2 separate regions of the Cricetulus griseus genome follow, and region 2 is linked to region 1. The links are chromatin contacts, called in public Hi-C maps. All regions are on one chromosome and are shown on one strand. Each heading gives the region's core, a stretch centred on a gene start, on an enhancer-like site or on the middle of the called end of the contact. The rest is flanking DNA. Distances are from core to core; before and after follow the strand shown.

Region 1 (4,469 bases), core at 21-2,520:
CCTCGGGTGCTGCCACAAGAGCCTACCCTTCTGGATGGCTTTTATCACCAGCTCCAAATTCACTTATTGGGTGGTGGGGGGGAACAAAAACATTCTTTAACTTGGCACACTCAAGTCTCTCCAGTTGGCAGCCTGGAAAGGAAGAGAAACAAAAGTCCCTGGGAAAGTGAAGTTTTCAATTAATTGGTATGAGTAACGGGGCGGGGGGGGGGTGGTGGCTGCAAAATGCTAGAGGCCAGTAGGCTGTGGGCGAGGCGCAGAAGATTCGTGGCGGTCTGCTGAGTGGCTTTCTCCTCCTGCTCTCTGCCACCCGCCCCGGGAGGAGGTAAGCCAGCCAGGCGAAGTGACTCCCATGGAGAGGGACCTGGCATCTGTGAACTTCGTAGTTGCGAAAACTGTCAAGCTTTCGGCTCTGGGGTGAGTTGTAAGTCTCTGATGAGCCTCAAGGGTATGGTTGTGGACCGATGATGTCTGTATAGGAAGGATCTGCTCCGACTGATTGGTCTATGTGTAGAATGTTTCTTGCCCGCTAGGTATGTTCAAGGTAAGAAAAATGAGCTGTCTCGAATTTGGGGTATAAAGGTAGAACAACGAAAGACTAAGCAACAGGTTTTTAAAAACAAAAAACAGGATTGCTCTGTTTCACATTATTCTGACCACCTCTGTCCTTCATCATCATTTTGGTGTGCAGCTCGAGGAACCGAAGAGAGGTGGCAAAAAACAGCGGTCGGTCGGTGGAGACGAGGTGGAGGCCTCAGCGCCCGCCTTGCAGACAGGCCTGAGATGGGCCGTCGCGCAATCAACTCGAGGGGGTGGCTGCAGAGCAAACTCCTGCATCTGGGGAGGGGGGGGAGGGCGGGAATGGGAGGTGGGCCTCCCAAAGGACTGTGGAGGGGTGGGGGCACGGTGGGTGGGTCCCAACCAGACCCCGGCTGGGAGCCAGGCTCCCCCGCGCCCCCACCCTCACGTGGCCTGGAGCAGCCAATGGCACGGTCCCCGGCCGGCGCCCTCGGGGCGGGAGGCGGCCCCCCGACCGGCCCAGGCCCCCTCCCAACCTGAACTTCGTTTTTATAAACGTCCCGCGATGAGCTAACCTGTTGGAGGGCGGGGGGCGGGCAGGAGGCGGGAGGCTCGCGGAGGGAGAGAGGACGGGAGGGAGAGGGCGGGAGCGAGCGCCGCGCGGAGCACAGCTAGGAGGGAGGAGGCGCGGCGCGCCATGGTGTCCTGCGCAGGGCCGAGGCCGGGGCCTGGGCCGGGCCAGGCCGGGCCATGAGCCGCTCGGGGACTTGGGACATGGACGGGCTGCGGGCGGACGGCGGGGCCGCTGGGGCGGCGCCGGCCTCCTCCTCCTCCTCTGTGGCGGCGCCGGGCCAGTGTCGCGGCTTCCTGTCGGCGCCGGTGTTCGCGGGGACACATACCGGACGCGCGGCAGCCGCAGCGGCTGCAGCAGCTGCAGCGGCGGCGGCAGCCTCCAGCTTCGCATACCCGGGCACCTCTGAGCGCACAGGCTCCTCCTCATCGTCGTCATCCTCGGCTGTGATCGCCACTCGCCCCGAGGCTCCGGTGGCTAAAGAGTGTCCCGCGCCAGCGGCCGCCGCGACTGCTGCAGCACCCCCGGGCGCTCCAGCGCTAGGCTATGGCTACCATTTCGGCAACGGCTACTACAGCTGCCGCATGTCGCACGGTGTGGGCTTACAGCAGAACGCTCTCAAGTCGTCGCCGCATGCCTCTCTTGGAGGTTTCCCGGTGGAGAAGTACATGGACGTGTCGGGCCTGGCGAGCAGCAGCGTACCGACCAACGAGGTGCCCACGAGAGCCAAGGAGGTGTCGTTCTACCAGGGCTACACAAGTCCCTATCAGCACGTGCCTGGGTATATCGACATGGTGTCCACTTTCGGATCCGGGGAACCTCGGCACGAGGCATACATCTCCATGGAGGGCTACCAGTCCTGGACGCTAGCCAACGGGTGGAACAGCCAGGTGTACTGTGCCAAGGACCAGCCACAGGGGTCCCATTTTTGGAAGTCATCCTTTCCAGGTAGGAGCAATGTAGAAAAGAGAAGAACACGCGGGGAAGAGGGTGGAGGAGAAAAACCCCTACTTGGGAGTAGTTACTTAGGCTCCGGGCCTGACCAGGTTTAACACGCTAGAAAAATTTGTCAAGTTTCTGTAATATGTAACTTTCCCCATTAAAACCGCCTCTGCCTCTGCAATTTTTTTCCTTCCCCGTGCAGCAAGGTGCTTTTACCCACTAAAGTTCAAGATCTTAGTTACTTTTGCCTCTCTCTCTCTCTCTCTCTCTCTCTCTCTCTCTCTCTCTCTCTCTCTCTGTCTCTCCCTCCCTCCCTCCCTCCCTCCCTCCCCTCCTCTCCCTTTCTCACCCTACTAACTAAAAAGGCTTCTTTCCTAAAAGGTGTCAGAGTTGGGCCCCCACTTTTTCAAGTGGGGTTACAATGACTACTAAAGCTTCGTAGAGCTCATAAATCCCCAAACACAGGAACAGAAATTAAAGCTTGAGTAAAAGATCTGAAGTGTGTGTGTGTGTGTGTGTGTGTGTGTGTGTGTGTGTGTGTGTGTGTGTGTGTTTGAATGTATGCAACTGGCAACTGCCCTTATGAGCTTTCCCCAATAACCAGACCATAAAAACCCAGGCTTGTTAAAATGCCGGTTTGAAAAACCATGATGATCCATCAAATTAGCCTTTGTCTTGAAGTGCAAATAGTCTTTCTTTAATAATGTGTAAATAATATGTCTGTGTAAATAATAATAAAGTATAAACAATCTCATTTTCTTTATTCTCTACCGCAGCCCAGTACTAATGCATACACAGATACACTCACATAACACAATTTGAAGCTTGGGTGCCCCAAGTATCTCAGTCTAATTTTCCCATGCTGTTGTTTGTGCCAGGGGATGTGGCTTTAAATCAGCCGGACATGTGTGTCTACCGACGGGGAAGGAAGAAAAGGGTACCTTACACCAAACTGCAGCTCAAAGAACTGGAGAACGAGTATGCCATTAACAAGTTCATTAACAAGGACAAGAGGCGGCGGATCTCGGCTGCCACGAACCTATCCGAGAGACAAGTAACCATTTGGTTTCAGAATCGAAGAGTGAAGGACAAGAAAATCGTCTCCAAGCTCAAAGATACTGTCTCCTAATATGGGCCAGGACAGTTTAAATGCTTTCAGTTGTCTCCAAACACACCTTTGGAAAGACTTGAAAATGTATTTAATTCCCCCCTTCCCTGCCTAGGATGGCAAGCATTGTGAATCATTTTTTTTTCTCTCAAACTTTATCTGGCTCTAAAACGTTTTGATGCCCAAATTGACTTTGTAATTCTCCTTCTTTCTTGCTTATTATTGGTTTTGTTCTTGTCTAGGTTTGTTTTTAGAATTTTTTAAACATTGTTTCTGTCTCCAGGCCAGTATACATATATATATTAAAAAAAAAAACTTGAAGTATTTTCCAATAATTCCCCAAAATGAATTTCAGAAGTGCCTGTTGGATTTAGAGGTTTATTTTTTTAACAGGACTTTATATGTGTTTCCAGCACTGACTATGCTCATAATCTATTAAGCCAGAATTGTTTTCAGCCATTCACACCCTGTGATTGTGTAATTGAATCATTAGCTCTCAGAAGTTTCCCCGAGGCAAGTGGAAACAGCTCTAGGCACTCAATGACTTAGGATCACAGGAGGGAGAATCTGAAACTTGGAGGTGGAAGGCAAAAGATGGCTTTGAAAGCAGTTACCTAATTAACATTAAAATGAAGACAATCTCCCCATATATTTGGCAATCTCATTTGCTATTTTGTGTGTTTGTAGCATGCCTTGTAGCTGTAATCTTATAATCTGGAAACAGTATGTCTTCATGAACGCCTTCATTTCCCCAACTCTAGATGCAGCTATTTAAATACCTACAATTGGCAGAGTGACTCCTAATGTTATAAATTCACCCCTTTCCTTGGGTCTGTGGGAATGGAGCTGAGACCGTATCCTCGGTCCTTGGAAAGAGACTGTGCCAATGTGGCCATTGGTGGGAACTTCTACCCAGGACCTAATGAAGAAGTTAATTGTCTGAACGAATGGGCCTCTCAGAGCTTTAAAACATCAAACACTTTTTAAAAATACGGAGCTCTAAAGACCAAGAGGAAAAAAGGACACTTCAGAAAGTGATGCCAAACTACTTTCAAAACGTTGCATATCTATGCGACTGAGACTATTTTTGTAGATGCAATGTGTGTGAGCAGTGCTTCAAGCATTTAAAAATCACTTTTTACTCCTAGGGAGATATAAATAAAAGAACTCTCTGTTTCCACTGAGTCTTCATACATGTGTGGTTTTCAAGGTTTCGAAGTCTCTAGAAACTGTTATTTATTATAAAACCTTGCTCTCCTCAGCATCTGTAGATGAAGGAAACAACACCAGCTCTGGTCTCTGAAACTTCCATGTTCTATTTCTGCCCAC
Region 2 (4,175 bases), core at 1,387-3,886, 620 kb before region 1:
CCTGGGTGTCAGAGCTGTGTGCACCATGCCTGGGCTCTGCTCTCTGCTTGAAGCCTCTGCTCAAGGCTGCCACAGTTGTGATCTGAACTGGAGGGAAGAGGAGAGGAGAAGGGAGGGAGGCCAATTAATTATTTAATTTGAAATGCAGAATCTCAGTAAAGAAAACATTCATGTAACCAACAGAAAAGATGACCAACGGTTGACTGCCCATATATATATATATCCTAAGTATTTTCCTCTTATTAGTATCTTTATCTAATAAATAATAATATGCTGGCTGAAGGATGCAGACATTTCACGTGTTGGCACAAAGACACTTTTCATCTTGTGGTGAACTTTACTGTTGTACAAAGATGTGGACAGGGTGGGAGTGCTAATGTCGCTATAGCAAATGTTTGAGGTAGGCAGCTCTCATGTTTGTGTGCTACCACCCTTTCAAAAATCATTTTGAAGATGAATGTGGGAAACGAAAGGAAAACAGTGGGCAGTATTTGAAAATCGGCATCCCCAGACAACCTTTTCTCCCCAGATGAGTGACTTAGCACACACTTGGCAACACGTATGGCTTTGTATGTTACAGTTATAGTGGAAACAGCTGCTTCTTCTAAAGTGTCAAACTAATTTCAACATCTGCATCAGAAAACACACCTCAGTGTTGAAGAGGTAATCGTGGCTTTATTGTAAGTTAATTTTCCTCTATGGTTTGAAACAAAATTCTGTTTTTGACATCCAGAGATTTTTAAACAAGTCAAGTGTTTAAAATGTAAATTAAGCAGGGTATCTTTTAAGGGCCCAGAAAAACTCTTCTCAAAAAAATTATTGTTTTTTAAGTTGGGCAAATAAAATTCATATTTCATCACAAACCTTGGCTGATGCCGTGGTACATTTTGATCCGTATGCTCGTTTATAGCCTCCATGCTGCATTCATCCTTATTGTGGATTGTTTATTGAAAACGGACTTTCCTTAAGTTACAGGGGTCACATACTGTTTTTTTTTTTTTTTTTCCCCTTGTCGTTTGTACCGTCTTATTGTTTAGTGATGTCTCCATGCAAACACAAAGCTCAGTAAGCCCACACAGGCTTGCTTCCACAAACGGATTAATCGGTATGCAAAAAAGTGCCAGTGGTGTCTCTTTCTGCTCTGCTGGAACCCAAAGGAGCCAAGCAGAAGTCTATTCCATAGAAGCTGTTCACTGCATCGGGTTTACGGAGTCACTGTCCACCTGCCACCAATAGGGGTCTCCAGTGTACCACAGAACTAGCCACAGTGCTCCGGTATGATTATTTACAGTATGCTGTACACCAAGACAGAACCTAAGGGGCAGAACAGATTTATATGGGCTAGGCTGGTCCTGGATTTACTCAAGGAGTGAAAGGGTGACGTCACGAGTTTGAAGTGATGAGGAGACGCAAAGACACGTTTAGGTTTTGTGTGAGAGCACACCTTTAACATAACGGTGCTGGCCCAGTCTGTGTGCTGACTAGAAGGAAGCCCATCCAGTCAGCTAGCTACGGTGCTGTTCGCAGATAGCTAAACATGGGCCTTTGTTCAGAAGCAGCAACTAGAAAGAGTGAATTGTTCTGTCCTTACTAGAATCTTTTGAAGACGGTTTAAACCATCTTATTTCTGGAAAAGATGCATAATAGTTTTTATGAAGCTATTTTTGAGGGATGTTCTAGGTGCTGACATTTCTCCCCACTGTTTCAGATAATAGAGTAAGAAACTACAAAAAGAACAGTTATAATTTTGAAACCCTTAGATTACACCTGAAGACGTTTCTGGAGTTTGGGGGCATATGTATTAATTTGTGCGGAAAGGGAAACCAGTATCCGCAATGCCTTTTCATTATTCATTTGCTCAACAACTATTTAGGTGATGCCTTAAGAAAGTACTCTGTGCCTAAAGGCAAACAACTGCGGTCAGGGAGGATAGGCCGGGAAATGGATTAGAAAAATCATAATAGGAAACAGACTCGGCTAGGAGCTGGCACCGAGGCAAAAGTAAGACTCCATGAAGAGTAAGCCACTTACTTACTGGGGAAGGGAGGGTGTGGAGGGTGATCAGACACCCGCACAAGCCTTTGGGGTGAGTTGTGAATGAATTCAGGATTGTTATTAATGGCTGGGGAGAAGCTCTGGTCATGGTGAAGACTTGGGGGCTGCTTTTGGAATGGCAGGCTAGAAACAGAAATTGGGGGGAGGCCTGTGAGCCGTGTTGGCTCATTCTCCACTAGAAGGGATGAAATGCAGAGAATGAAGACTGTTGTGATTAAGGCAGATTGAATTTAGAGTTGAGGGTCATGAGGGGCTAAAAAGAAACCAAGTCAAAAATAGACTATTAACTTCTAGAAATGGGCCAGTGAGACTAGAGGGGTCATCAAGACAAGCCCATTGGAAGAAGGCATGTGGCTATGTAAAGGCATATTTAATAAAAATAAAACTTCATGTGACCAACCTGCACATTGTGGGTGATTTCATCTTTCATATATAGGTGGGGCCAATTTGTTACCCTTGGGTGGACTCAGGGACAAGACAGTGATTGCAGCCAACCCATGAATCATTCTCAGCTAGAGCAACTTCAAGCTAACCTCTCTTATGTACCCTGGGGGTAATTTCTAGCCTATGAGAACTGTGTTAGATGAGCTGGCTCCTAAGGCTCTTTCAGATCAAAGCGGAAGTGAAGACACAGTCAGTCATGTGCCCCATGACAAAGGAGTTCAGATGAGTTCTTGCATTATAGAAAACACCACTAAGGGGACAAGAAGCACTCTAATTGCTTGTGTAAGAGAGATTAGAAATGACCATGGAAAAGACCTGATCAAATGAAGACCTGATTTAACATTCAGAAAGACACTGGAATGATGGGAAAGCAAGATTCATGGTATTACAAAGGACTGTCACAGAAGATTCCAAGACACAACAGAAGTGTGTTTGGTCATAATTGTCATTTCATATGTAACTTCCTTTCAGAGAACCTTCTGACTCAGTCAAAGTTTAGCTGCTTTACACAGGGAAAGGACGGGGATGGAGTAATGAATTCTAGGTTGGGGGATTATGGAAGGCTTCCTGGCAGAAGTAATACTTGGGCCCCTACCATGAATGATGAATTGTTTCATTTCCATTTATTTATTTATTTATTTATTTATTTATTTATTTGTGTGTGTTAGTGTGTGTGTGTGGGGGGGTGGGTGGGTGGGTGGGTGAGAATGTGGGTATATGTTAGAATCTGTTCTCTTCTTCCCCCATGTGGATCCCAGAGATGGAACTCAGATGGTCAGGCTTGGCAGCAAGCACCTTTACCTGGTACATAATCTTGCTGGTCCTGAATTTTGGTTTTGTAGCTAGAGAGTGGATAAAGGAACACTTTGAGTTAAAGGGCCCATAAGAGGACAATCAGAACCATGGGGACTCCTTGGTATTGGAGGATTTTCCGGAATCAGGGAAAACTAGCTTGGGTGGATAGCTAACCACAAAGAAGACACATGTAAGCCAACAGTGGCCAGGTGCTTGCTGCTGTTCTGTAGCTTCTGAAGATTCTTGCAGACTCAGATGCTGAAAGCTGTGTGATGGTGAAAGGACCTAGCAAACAGAACCCAAAATCTAATAACCTTTCAACTTGTAAAATTGCCTAGTGAAACTGAGACAGCCCTTAATAGGGACACAGTGTATATAATGTACATGGGAATAGAAATTCTAAATGAAATTTAGAAAATGGAGCATTGTACATATTAGACAGGAAATTATCTAGAATTATAAAGTAGAATATGAATCAAGAATATGTTATAATAGGTCTAATGAACAAAATTTGGAGTTATGGAACCAAACATGACAGAGAATTGGTAAAAGATTTTCTACACCAACCCATAAATTCTTTATTTTTAGGTACAAAATAGACAATCCACTTATCACTGTTTGGTAATCATTGCCATAGAGAACATGGGTATAAAGTTAAATTATAAGTTTGCAGTTCAACTAGTTTTAGTCAACATTGGTTATGAATATTATGTCTCATTTTAAACATTTATTATTGTGTTTACTTTGGGATTGGGAGCTGAGGAACGGTAAATGAAGAAAAGAAAAAATACTGTGTGTTTGATTGAGCTATCATTTTAGGCTAAGTAGGAACTCTCAAAAATGCTTAGAAGCACAGAAGATAGACCCTTTGGAAGAATATT

Evidence for each region. Hi-C and Micro-C count contacts between places; a contact is called where the count stands out from the background.
Region 2: a contact with region 1 is called in a Hi-C map of liver, with 6 times the contacts expected there. The contact joins the enhancer-like site here to the promoter of Hoxd13 in region 1. A contact is called at or near these places in 4 of 8 Hi-C or Micro-C datasets (the CHK-Q cell line, the CHO-K1 cell line and liver).

What each region holds. Positions count from the first base shown.
Region 1 is chr6:100,422,204-100,426,672 of CriGri-PICRH-1.0, reverse strand. It overlaps Hoxd13 (homeobox protein Hox-D13), which reads left to right and starts at 1,270. Exons shown (of 2, transcript XM_027420050.1): 1 at 1,270-2,038; 2 at 2,911-3,161. The coding sequence starts at 1,270. The coding sequence ends at 3,161.
Region 2 is chr6:101,043,447-101,047,621 of CriGri-PICRH-1.0, reverse strand. No RefSeq gene overlaps it. Among named protein-coding and RNA genes, the nearest start is that of Atp5mc3, 180 kb to the left of the region's middle. Within about 2 kb of position 2,636, at least 1 of the 6 cell types and tissues checked has open chromatin away from gene starts, as enhancers often do.